Linked DNA regions of Sus scrofa: region 1 is linked to region 2. The links are chromatin contacts, called in public Hi-C maps. All regions are on one chromosome and are shown on one strand. The core of a region is the stretch at or near the end of the contact, and the rest is flanking DNA. Distances in the headings are between cores, read along the strand shown. Region 1 overlaps IGF1R (insulin like growth factor 1 receptor). Region 2 overlaps IGF1R (insulin like growth factor 1 receptor).

Region 1 (4,673 bases), core at 1,383-3,882, 74 kb after region 2:
CTATGATAGCACAAGGCATTTACCCACATATAAGAAGCATGCGATGTGCATATGCAAATAGGAGTTATAAAATCTGCAAGGTATATTGTTCCAAGTAGCATACATATTTGCCATAAGATCTTATTTATACTATTAAACTTACCAAAACAGATAAATATGATAACCCATTATTGCTATTAAAAAAGCATTTGCTACACAGTAAAAAAATAAAGACAAGTAGGAGTGCCCATTCTAGTCCAATGGGATTGGCAGCATCTCTGGAGTGCTGGGATGCCGGTTCCACCCCAGGCCCGGCCTAGGGGGTTAAGGATCTGGCATTGCTGCAGCTGCAGTGTAGGTTGCAACTGTGGCTTGGATCTGACCTCTGGCCTGGGAACTCCATATGGGTGGCTAAATAAATAAAGCCACGTACTATTCTACAAAAAGATCATTTAAATAAATCTAAGCTGAAAACTACGAAATTGGGTTCCACAAATGGTAAGCAGAGTCTTCTCCAGTTATTTGGTAGCTCTCCTTAAAAGGTAAAATCTTCTAATGGATTTAAATATGGTCTGACTGCAACATTAGTAATGGGGAGGGGACACTTAATTCTAGCAAAAGTAATCAGACAAGTCCCCCTTCACACCTCAACCCCAATTCATTCCTTTTTTTTTTCCAAAGAAACTTAAATTTGTCTCACCTACTGAAGATTCAAGATAAACATTAAAATTACTTTATCAACCTCCAAAGTGCAGAAGCAGTGAAATTTTTTTTTTTAATTATAAATCAATCTAGGAAGGAGTGACATTGGTAATATTCTATATAGGAAAAATGATGTTTCAATTTCTCTCTTTTTTTTTCTATACTGTTCAGTAAGATTAGTTAGATTTTCCATAATTATGTCCTGCATATTTCCTATTAGAGTTATTCCTTGTTATTTGGATTATATCATTAAAAAGACATGCAGTGTTATTAATTTCAAATATATTATGTCATTTATATAAACCTTAAGGGGATCTTTTAGGAGCTAGCCAGCTTGAGTGAACAGTGAGGGATTATTTGTAATTAGCATGTTAATTTCACCTGTAAATTAAAAAAAATTAAACTCTACAAGGTGCTTAAAAGAGTTCTGTCAAGTAGGCTATACATTCACCTTACAGTCTTATTTACTGTATTAATTTACAATGTCGAGATTTACCAAATCAGATAATACATTGCAAAGCACATAGAGATATATATTTAGTAAATATGAATACTTGTTATTACACGGACACAAACATCTCCGTGGCTCCATTCTTGGCCCCAACTTTGAATAGGTAGCATTAAAGTGTATGAAGTGTGTATTTCAAGTAGATTCCACTACACCCTGCTGTCTGGAGGCTGCCCTCTGGTGCAGGGCTCTCTAGATGACAGTCCCATAAAACTAAACATCCCCTAGTCAGAGAACTCTGTGTTTTAATGATCACATGCAAAAAAATAGGGAACCCCAGATCCCCCCTCAGACTTGCCCACCGAAGCATGGCAGGAAAACTCCACTGCTAATTAACTCATCTCTGACTTTTCTTTGCTTGGGTTCCCTCATTCCACCTTAACACCTCTGCTCCACTGGGAAATCCTGAGATGGCCAGAGCTGCTAGGGGGCTGTGGTCTCAGAGGTGCTGCAGCCCCTGCTTCAACTCCCATAGATGTTATCCTCCTCCAGGGACAAGCCCAAGCCGTGGGCTACTACGTTATGACTATGTAAAGGGATGGTCTTGTTTAACAGCAGTTTTACATCAGGGAAGATTTAGAAATGCATAGCTCATGATGAGGAAATTTCACAGTGTTTATCTGAAATTTAAAAAGTCGAAAAAACCTCCAACAAGCCTTATTACCTGAGTAACTGACTTTAACCTCTCTGTGGCTGAGTCTCCTTCTCTGTAAAGTGGGCACAGCAGTACTTACTTACCTAATGAGGTTGAGATTAAATCAATTGACATTTGCAAAGCGCTTGGGATGGTACCTAGAACAGAGCAGTGCTCTGTAACTATTTCTTGAATAAATGAAAACAAGTCAACAAAAGTCTACCTTAAACTTTAAGAGAATTTTTTTAAATAGTCAAAATTTGAAAAAGCTAAATTTTAGAATCAATTGCATCTTGAAAGTCATCACTAAACATGAGGTACTGCATTCGCTTGTGCTGGATTACATAACAGACAAAAACTTACTCTCTTGGGAATTTCCAGAACCCTGTAGCACAGCCAAAATACACTGACCTTGAATACATTGTTCTTGAACAAAGTGGATGTACTGAACACTGAACTGATGTTACTACTTCGTACCTAGCATACAGTGCTGAATGCACTCATGCTCAATTATCTGACAGTGATGCCAGTATGTGAGAATAATACATAATTTTTAATCTTATTTAAAAAGTATTATGCACTCCCAGAGCACTTAACAAGGAACTACTCTTCTGCTCTGCGGGGTTTGCTGTCTGTTCATCAGCAGAAAGACAGCTGGTTTGGGGGCTGGTGATGGGTTTTTCCATTGTTTTCAAAAGGCAGAGAATTACCCACGTGCTAACTTTCAAAGACACTACAGGGATCAGTCACCGGAAATCACACAGCAAAGGTCACTGCCAGAGATCCGACACGTGGCTCCAGTGACTCCAACTGCAAGGCCACTACCAGGCCATGGCCCAGGGCAGGACAGGCGCGAGAGGGAAAGCTGTCCATCATAAGGGAGCAACCGCCTCTCCTACTGTGCCAGAGGGAACAGACTCAGGCGACAGGGGAGGGGACCTGCTCAGAGTCACCCCACCAGAGATCAGTGTTTGTCTGATACCCACCCCAGGGCTGTCCCCATTCCCTACACCATCCTCCTGGTAGGCATCCTTTCTACTGGCAAGGAGCTTACAGACTAGAGACTAGAGAGAGCAGAGGCTGAGCCCCTGTGCCCACCAGGCTTTTTTTTTTTTAATTTTTTTATTACAGTTGATTTATAATGTTCTGTCAATTTCTGCTATACAGAAAAGTGACCAAGCTATACATACAATATACATTCTCTTTCTCACATTATCCTCTTCATGCCCCATCACAAGTGACTGGATATAGTTCCCTGTGCTATACAGCAGGACCTCAGCCACTGGGCTTCTTAACTGTGTGACAAACTATAAATCATGGCCCCCCAGCCGTGTCTGTTTTCTCACCTGGGAAGTGAAAGGGTGAGGCCAGATCACTTCCAATTGGGATGAAGGTCATGAATAATGAATAACACAAAGAGATTATGTACCAATAAACCAAGTCCACACCTTAGTGTCAAGAATCATGAGAAAGAACCCAAAAGGGTCAGACACTCTTAATTTTTCAAAGAATAAAACGGGAGTTGATACAGGCAGGTTGAACAGGAACTACAGCTTCTCCGTTCCCCACTACGATTAAGATAAGCAGATTTCACACAGCCTGATGGTGATGGAGGCCCTTGAGCTGCTGATGACCCTCATCCATGAAGCCTTCAACAGCCCACAGGCAGAGCTGGTTGTGATGCCTATAGGATCCCCTCTTGTGTTCTCAGAACAGGAGTATAATTGCCCATTTCTGCTCTCTCTTCCCCCACCAACTGGTCCAGAGCTGGTCTGACTGAGTTCTGCATGGTTATGGGGGAATACTCCACCTGGCATACAGCAGGTACTCAATAAATGACTGCATCCTCCACCCTCACCCCAAGTCCAATAGAACTCATGCGTGCTTGTCTTGCCAGGTTCTCTTCTTCTCCCCTGTTTCCTCACTGTCAGTCCTCATCTAGGTCTCACAGTAATGATCTCCATACTGGACCCTCAGCGTGAACTTACACTGCTTTTCAGAGAAACAAAGCTCCAAGCTGCTTCTCTCCATGTCCAGGGTAAGTGTAAGTGTCTGCAGACCCTTTCTTGCATCTGTGTCATCCTCTTTTCCTTAGGCCATAATGCTGCTCTCTCCACTAGTTGTCAGCAGGTGCTTGCCTCACCCTTCTGCCCACCACAGCATCCCCCTGACTCTGGGTGGCCCCTGCAATGTACATCACTCCTTAGCTGCTCTTTCCATCACTGACACATGCAGCCTGAGATGCCAAAGCCATCTGCACCCTTGAGATCCCCCTTTGGTCACCATTCCTTCCTTATTTAGAACACTAAAGATGTCTTTCTTGTTTTTTTTTTTTTTTTTCTTTTTTTTTTTTAATGGCTGCACCTGTGGCATATGGAAGTTCCCAAGCCAGGGGTCGCATCGGACCTGCAGCTGCCAGCCTATGCCACAGCCACAGTAACGCTGGATTCCAGATGCATCCGCAACCTACATGGCAGCTTGCGGCAATCAGTGGGATCCTTAACCCACTGAGTGAGGCCAAGGATTGTACCTACATCTTCATGGACACTATGTCAGGTTCTTAACCTGCTGAGCTACGAAAGGAACTCTGAGGACACTAAAGACTTCTGATGGAGGCCATAAGGCTGGGTCACTGAACAATACTTTGTTTCCTAAGAGCCTTCCTGGCCCCTCTCTACCTTCCCCAAACTCCCAAACCCTGAAATCGAATTCAAGGCAAGTTTTCCCTCTTTGAAAGGTTATAGCTAACAGCTTTGAAACTTTAAACTTGGAAAGCACATGGACCTACTCTACCCAGTTCCAGGGTCATGTGGATGAAGGGATGGCCCATTTCAGAAAAACCACATGGAA
Region 2 (4,586 bases), core at 724-3,223:
ATCTTTCCACCTCCTGCCAGGGCCAGGTGGGGATTGGGGGGGGAGGGGGGCAGAAACCTAGGTTCACAGAGGTGAGTGCAGAAGGGCCCAGAGCTGGAACACGGGTCATGACGGCACTCCGCCTTATACTGAAGTGTCTTTTTGACTTCAAGCAATCGCCTAGTTTGTAACTTCACAAGGCCGGATGATGACGGTGCCAAGAACTTCACGGCCCTGAGGCAGGACTCTGCCCTCGCCCTCTCCATCACCTTTGGTAACGGAATGATGCCCCAGAACCACTTCTCTCAAGTCATGAAGTGAAAGCTGAACCTATCCTCACAACACTACCACGATACACATGAATACACACTAATTTGATCACCTAGAAAAAACATCCTAGGAGGGGAGAGTACAAATGGACAGCTAGAAGAGAGGGGGTGGGAGGAGGGAGAAATCTAAATCAGATGTGGTGGATAACTTGAAATAGGACCTGTTTCCTGGGCTTAAGTGGTCCTGGAAGTGGCTCTTGGAAATCAGGACAACCACAGATATTGTTTACATTTTATTTGCAATGTACCTTTCCCCCTTTACATTCCCTACAAGCAACTCAAATGCCCCACTGCTGAGAAAGTACACAGGCTGTAGGGTTGAGATGGGCAGAAGGCTCCATCTTGCCCCCACAGGCTGCAGCTCCACGTATGTTTCTGCGATTCCTATAAACCAAGAAGCAGAGGCCTTTTTGCTCCGTGACTGTGACTCGGCATCTGAAGGAGGCCTAACCTCCACTCAGCAAGTCAGAAACTCAAAATCATCATTTTTTTTTCCTTTTTTTTGGTGATAGGGCCTCTCACAAAATATCCCAAACAAGCCATCTTATGGAAAACTTTCTCTTTCTTCTGAGCAGAAAAGCTAAAGAGGACTGGATGTCCTGTGTAACACCAGCTCCTAAAAAGGAGGCATTTTTGAACCGAATGCCACATACTGTATTTTGCCATTTTGCCTACGCTTCCTGCTTGGAGCCTCTGTAACGGAACAGAGAAGCCTCAGACACTGGAGCTGCTCCAGGCCACGCAAACTCCACTCCGCATCTTCCAGGCAGCCCTGTCGCAAATAATTCCTGTCCACTACGCCCCTATCACACTGAATACAACCACATTGTGCAGCTGGAAATGGGAAACCTGATTCACATCACAGAATAAGGTACAAAAACATTTAGTTCAGCACAATGCTGTCTTGGGGCGGGGGGCACACATCTCAAATCTAGGAGTGGGTGAAGGAGTCAAGACCCACCTTGGAAAGAAGCACGGAATTAAAACAGCATTTGCCGCGTCCCGAAACAGTAACAACAAAAAAATCCACCCAGTCCTTCCAGAGCTGTTTCAGCTGCAGTGTTCCTAACCAAAATCAATCTAGTCCATGCACGCAATTTAAAAAGGAAGCATGATCTCCGCAGAAAATGGTGCATGTTGACAAGGCGTGACTTGTCCCACATGGACAGGAATAAAAGGAAAACAAGCCTGGTTGCAACTTAGCCTCCTTTAGTCTGAAGACCGCGGGAAGGAAAAGAAAAAGGCCAGAATAAAGGCAGGGAGACGCGGGCAATGGAGGACGGGACCAGGAGGAGGGTATGTGCCCGACGAGATTTTGGTAAACAGCAGCCTGTAATGGCCACTGGTAGAAAGAAGGGAAAACAGACATGGAGGGAAACGTGTTTACAACTGCAGCGGTGGGCGGGAGGCTGAGCGAGGAGGGAGGGAGGGATTCCCCGACTCTGCGCTCAGCCCGCTCGGCTCCAGTGGGGCCCCAGGGCTAGGTTGTGCTGCGGTGCACCCCCCCGCCACCACCACCCCCGCCCTGCTTTATTGGGGGGGGCATCTTGTTTATAGGGAAGGTTACTCCTCCTCAGCTCTGGTGATCGAGTCCCTAATACTCCTGCTGCATCCTTGCGGGATGCCCGCTTGACTGACAGCTGCCCCAGCCAGTCGCTGCCCAGCCCCCGCGGAAAGGTGGACTTTCCCAACGAGCCGATTGGACAGGGAGGAGGGCGGGCCGTCGTGATTGGCGTGCTACTCCGAGTAGAAAGTAGTAAACAACCTTGGTCCACCGAGGCGAGGCGAGGCAAGGCGAGGCGGGGAGGGCTTGGGATGCCTGCTGCCCGTCCTCGCTCTGAACTGGGGCTGCACCAAGACAAAAGGAACCCACAGTGGGGAGACGACCAAGGATACCCCAGAAAAGCAAACACGAATGGGTGTTCCTTTAGAGCTGCTGGGCTAGAACTGCTGACTTGCAGCTTCACATCATTTTTGTTCTGTGCAAAACCAAAATGGTTTGTTTCTGCTATTTATTCTCCTTCTTAGGGTTTAACAACTCTCAAACCGGAGCAAGAGCCATTTTGGTTGACCTTCCCTTCCTCTAAATTTTCTAGTTCTGTCTTTTCAGAAGTGCTTTTAAACCCCAGTACTAAAAATTGTTTCCTTACACAATGTGCCCTCCATGGCACAGAGGTATATCAGATGCCCTGTTAGACCTTCTGATCTCAAGTTCCTGGAGCTGTGATCTCACTCAGAGCTGTTTGGAAGAGTGTGTGTGTGTGTATAAAAACTGAGATGATATTAAGCTCACTTGACAAGAAATAAGCAGTGAACATGCATTTTCCATAGAGGGAGTATTTTGCCCAGGATAATGTATCTCGTGGTAACGGTAACTCCCCATCTGGTTTGACTTGAATCACAATCCACTCCTCATTCTGGCCTCACCATAAAGTCTCAAAGGACCTTAGCGAGAAAAATCTGCAGCTGCCAGGGAGGCGCTGCTCCCCCAAGCTGGGCAGCTCCTGGGGCTGCCTCCAGGAGGGGCGTGGGCACTTGAGAGACACACACAAACCACCTAACTGAGAGAGAGGACAGAGAGGCTCCTTCCTGTACTAGTGGAGAAGGGAACCAGGAGGACAGATCCAAGAGGGATCTCCACTCCATTTGTTTGCCCACCGACTCAACACTCTAATGGTGAGCTATGTTGCCACCGTGGCCAGACAGCCATACTGATACAAAATGACTCTTGCAGGACACAACTTAGGGTAAACTGACCACCTGGGGGTCGTCTTCATCACCTCCAGGCCCCAGTGTCCAGTTGTCTGCCTGTTCTAATAGCGCCTCCCTACCTAGCAGTCCCAGGGAACTGCATCCTTCAACCCTCGAGTCTCCCCTTTCTGTAAAAAGCCTCCACAGCCTGTGGTATGGAGTTAGTACCCCTTAGCTCTTCCAGCATGGCTCCAGCCCCCAGGCATGCAACTTCCTTCCTTCAGTTCTGGTCCTGCACTGGCCACACACACCCTTCACTCTTAACTGTTCTTTCTGCTTTCTGTGCTATCCCCTGCCTGCCCAGGAGAGGCCACTGTTCTCCACCGCTTCCCTGACCCTGCAGAACTCCTCAGAAAGCACACTTAGGTAAGTGTCCCTGATGGCGAGACACATTCGATGCCGCATTCTGACTCTGCTGACAGGTCTGGCCCCCTCACTAGACCCTGAACTTCTTGAGGGCAAAAGCAGTGTCATCTTCTGATGTGTGGATCTATGGAGCCACAGGCCCACGATTAGTGTTCTCCCAGCTTGCCAAGCCTTTGCATGCAGTCCGCATCTTCTCCCAGCTAACTCTGCATGTTCTTCTAACGGGCTCCTTGCTGATGCCTTCCCTCCCCTCCCATCCCCCCTGCCCCAAGCTGGAGACCCTGGCCTTCTCCTTCCCCTCTCTCAGTGGTCCCTACACACATGCAGCTGCTCTTGCCTATGCTGTTTCCTCTGTGGTGAAGCACTTTTCAAATTCCTCTTCTGCCTACAAATTACTTCCTACTTGGGGTGGACATCTCAGAAGCTCTCTTCCCCCAGAGCATCTCAGAGAGAGCCTCTGTGTGTCCTCTACTCTCACTGCCAGAACATAATGCAGTCCCACAGCTGGCATGGTTGGCTGGAAGAACCAAGAGCTGAAAGACAAATCCACAAAGGGATGCCCCCTAGGTGTCTACCCAACCAGTACATTCTGGCCTCCAGACCCGACACTGCTCTGTGCTTCAAGCTTGGCTCTGCCACAGGGTCCTTTCTTGCTCCCTCTTCCTGGAGGCTTTCTCACTGTGGACTGGAGCAGGCTCCTTCTCACCTTTTGGGTCCCAGCTCAAATTGTCAACTGCACCCCTGCCCCCAAGACTCCTGCCTGCCGGCCACAATCACACAGATCTGTTTCATTTTTATCATGAGATTTAACTATCATCCCTCTTATCTGATTATCCACTTGCTGGCTTTACAGTTTGTCTTCCCCTCTTCACTCTGGCATACATGCTTCAATAAGGACAGAATCTTTGCATCTGCTGTCCTCACCACAGCCATACCTAGGGAAGGCCTGGTCCAAATTAACCTTGGGCGCCATAAGGACAGCACAGGACCTATCCAGGCAAAGGGAAGATGAGTTTTCTGGGTGGGCTTGCTTCAGGACCCGCAGTCGGACACTCCCAGAAGCATACAAGGTGGGGACACAAGTAAGTTCTGTGGCCTCACTTGATTCAAGTTCCAGTCATCCTGAACATCTCAGGTTCTACAGCTGGAACCCTGGGTCCC

The links. Hi-C and Micro-C count contacts between places; a contact is called where the count stands out from the background.
Region 1: a Hi-C map of liver shows a contact between it and region 2, with 4 times the contacts expected there. The contact joins two enhancer-like sites. A contact is called at or near these places in 3 of 47 Hi-C or Micro-C datasets (embryonic fibroblasts, heart right ventricle and liver) and 1 of 2 datasets of contacts at active chromatin or transcription factors (skeletal muscle).

The regions. Positions count from the first base shown.
Region 1 is chr1:137,562,744-137,567,416 of Sscrofa11.1, forward strand. All of the region lies in intron 2 of IGF1R (insulin like growth factor 1 receptor), which reads right to left. Among named protein-coding and RNA genes, the nearest start is that of IGF1R, 130 kb to the right of the region's middle. Within about 2 kb of position 2,633, at least 21 of the 83 cell types and tissues checked have an H3K27ac peak or open chromatin away from gene starts, as enhancers often do. A contact at or near this core is called in liver and skeletal muscle, where this site is marked.
Region 2 is chr1:137,489,123-137,493,708 of Sscrofa11.1, forward strand. The region is part of intron 2 of IGF1R (insulin like growth factor 1 receptor); the gene reads right to left. Among named protein-coding and RNA genes, the nearest start is that of PGPEP1L, 180 kb to the left of the region's middle. Within about 2 kb of position 1,974, at least 71 of the 83 cell types and tissues checked have an H3K27ac peak or open chromatin away from gene starts, as enhancers often do. A contact at or near this core is called in liver and skeletal muscle, where this site is marked.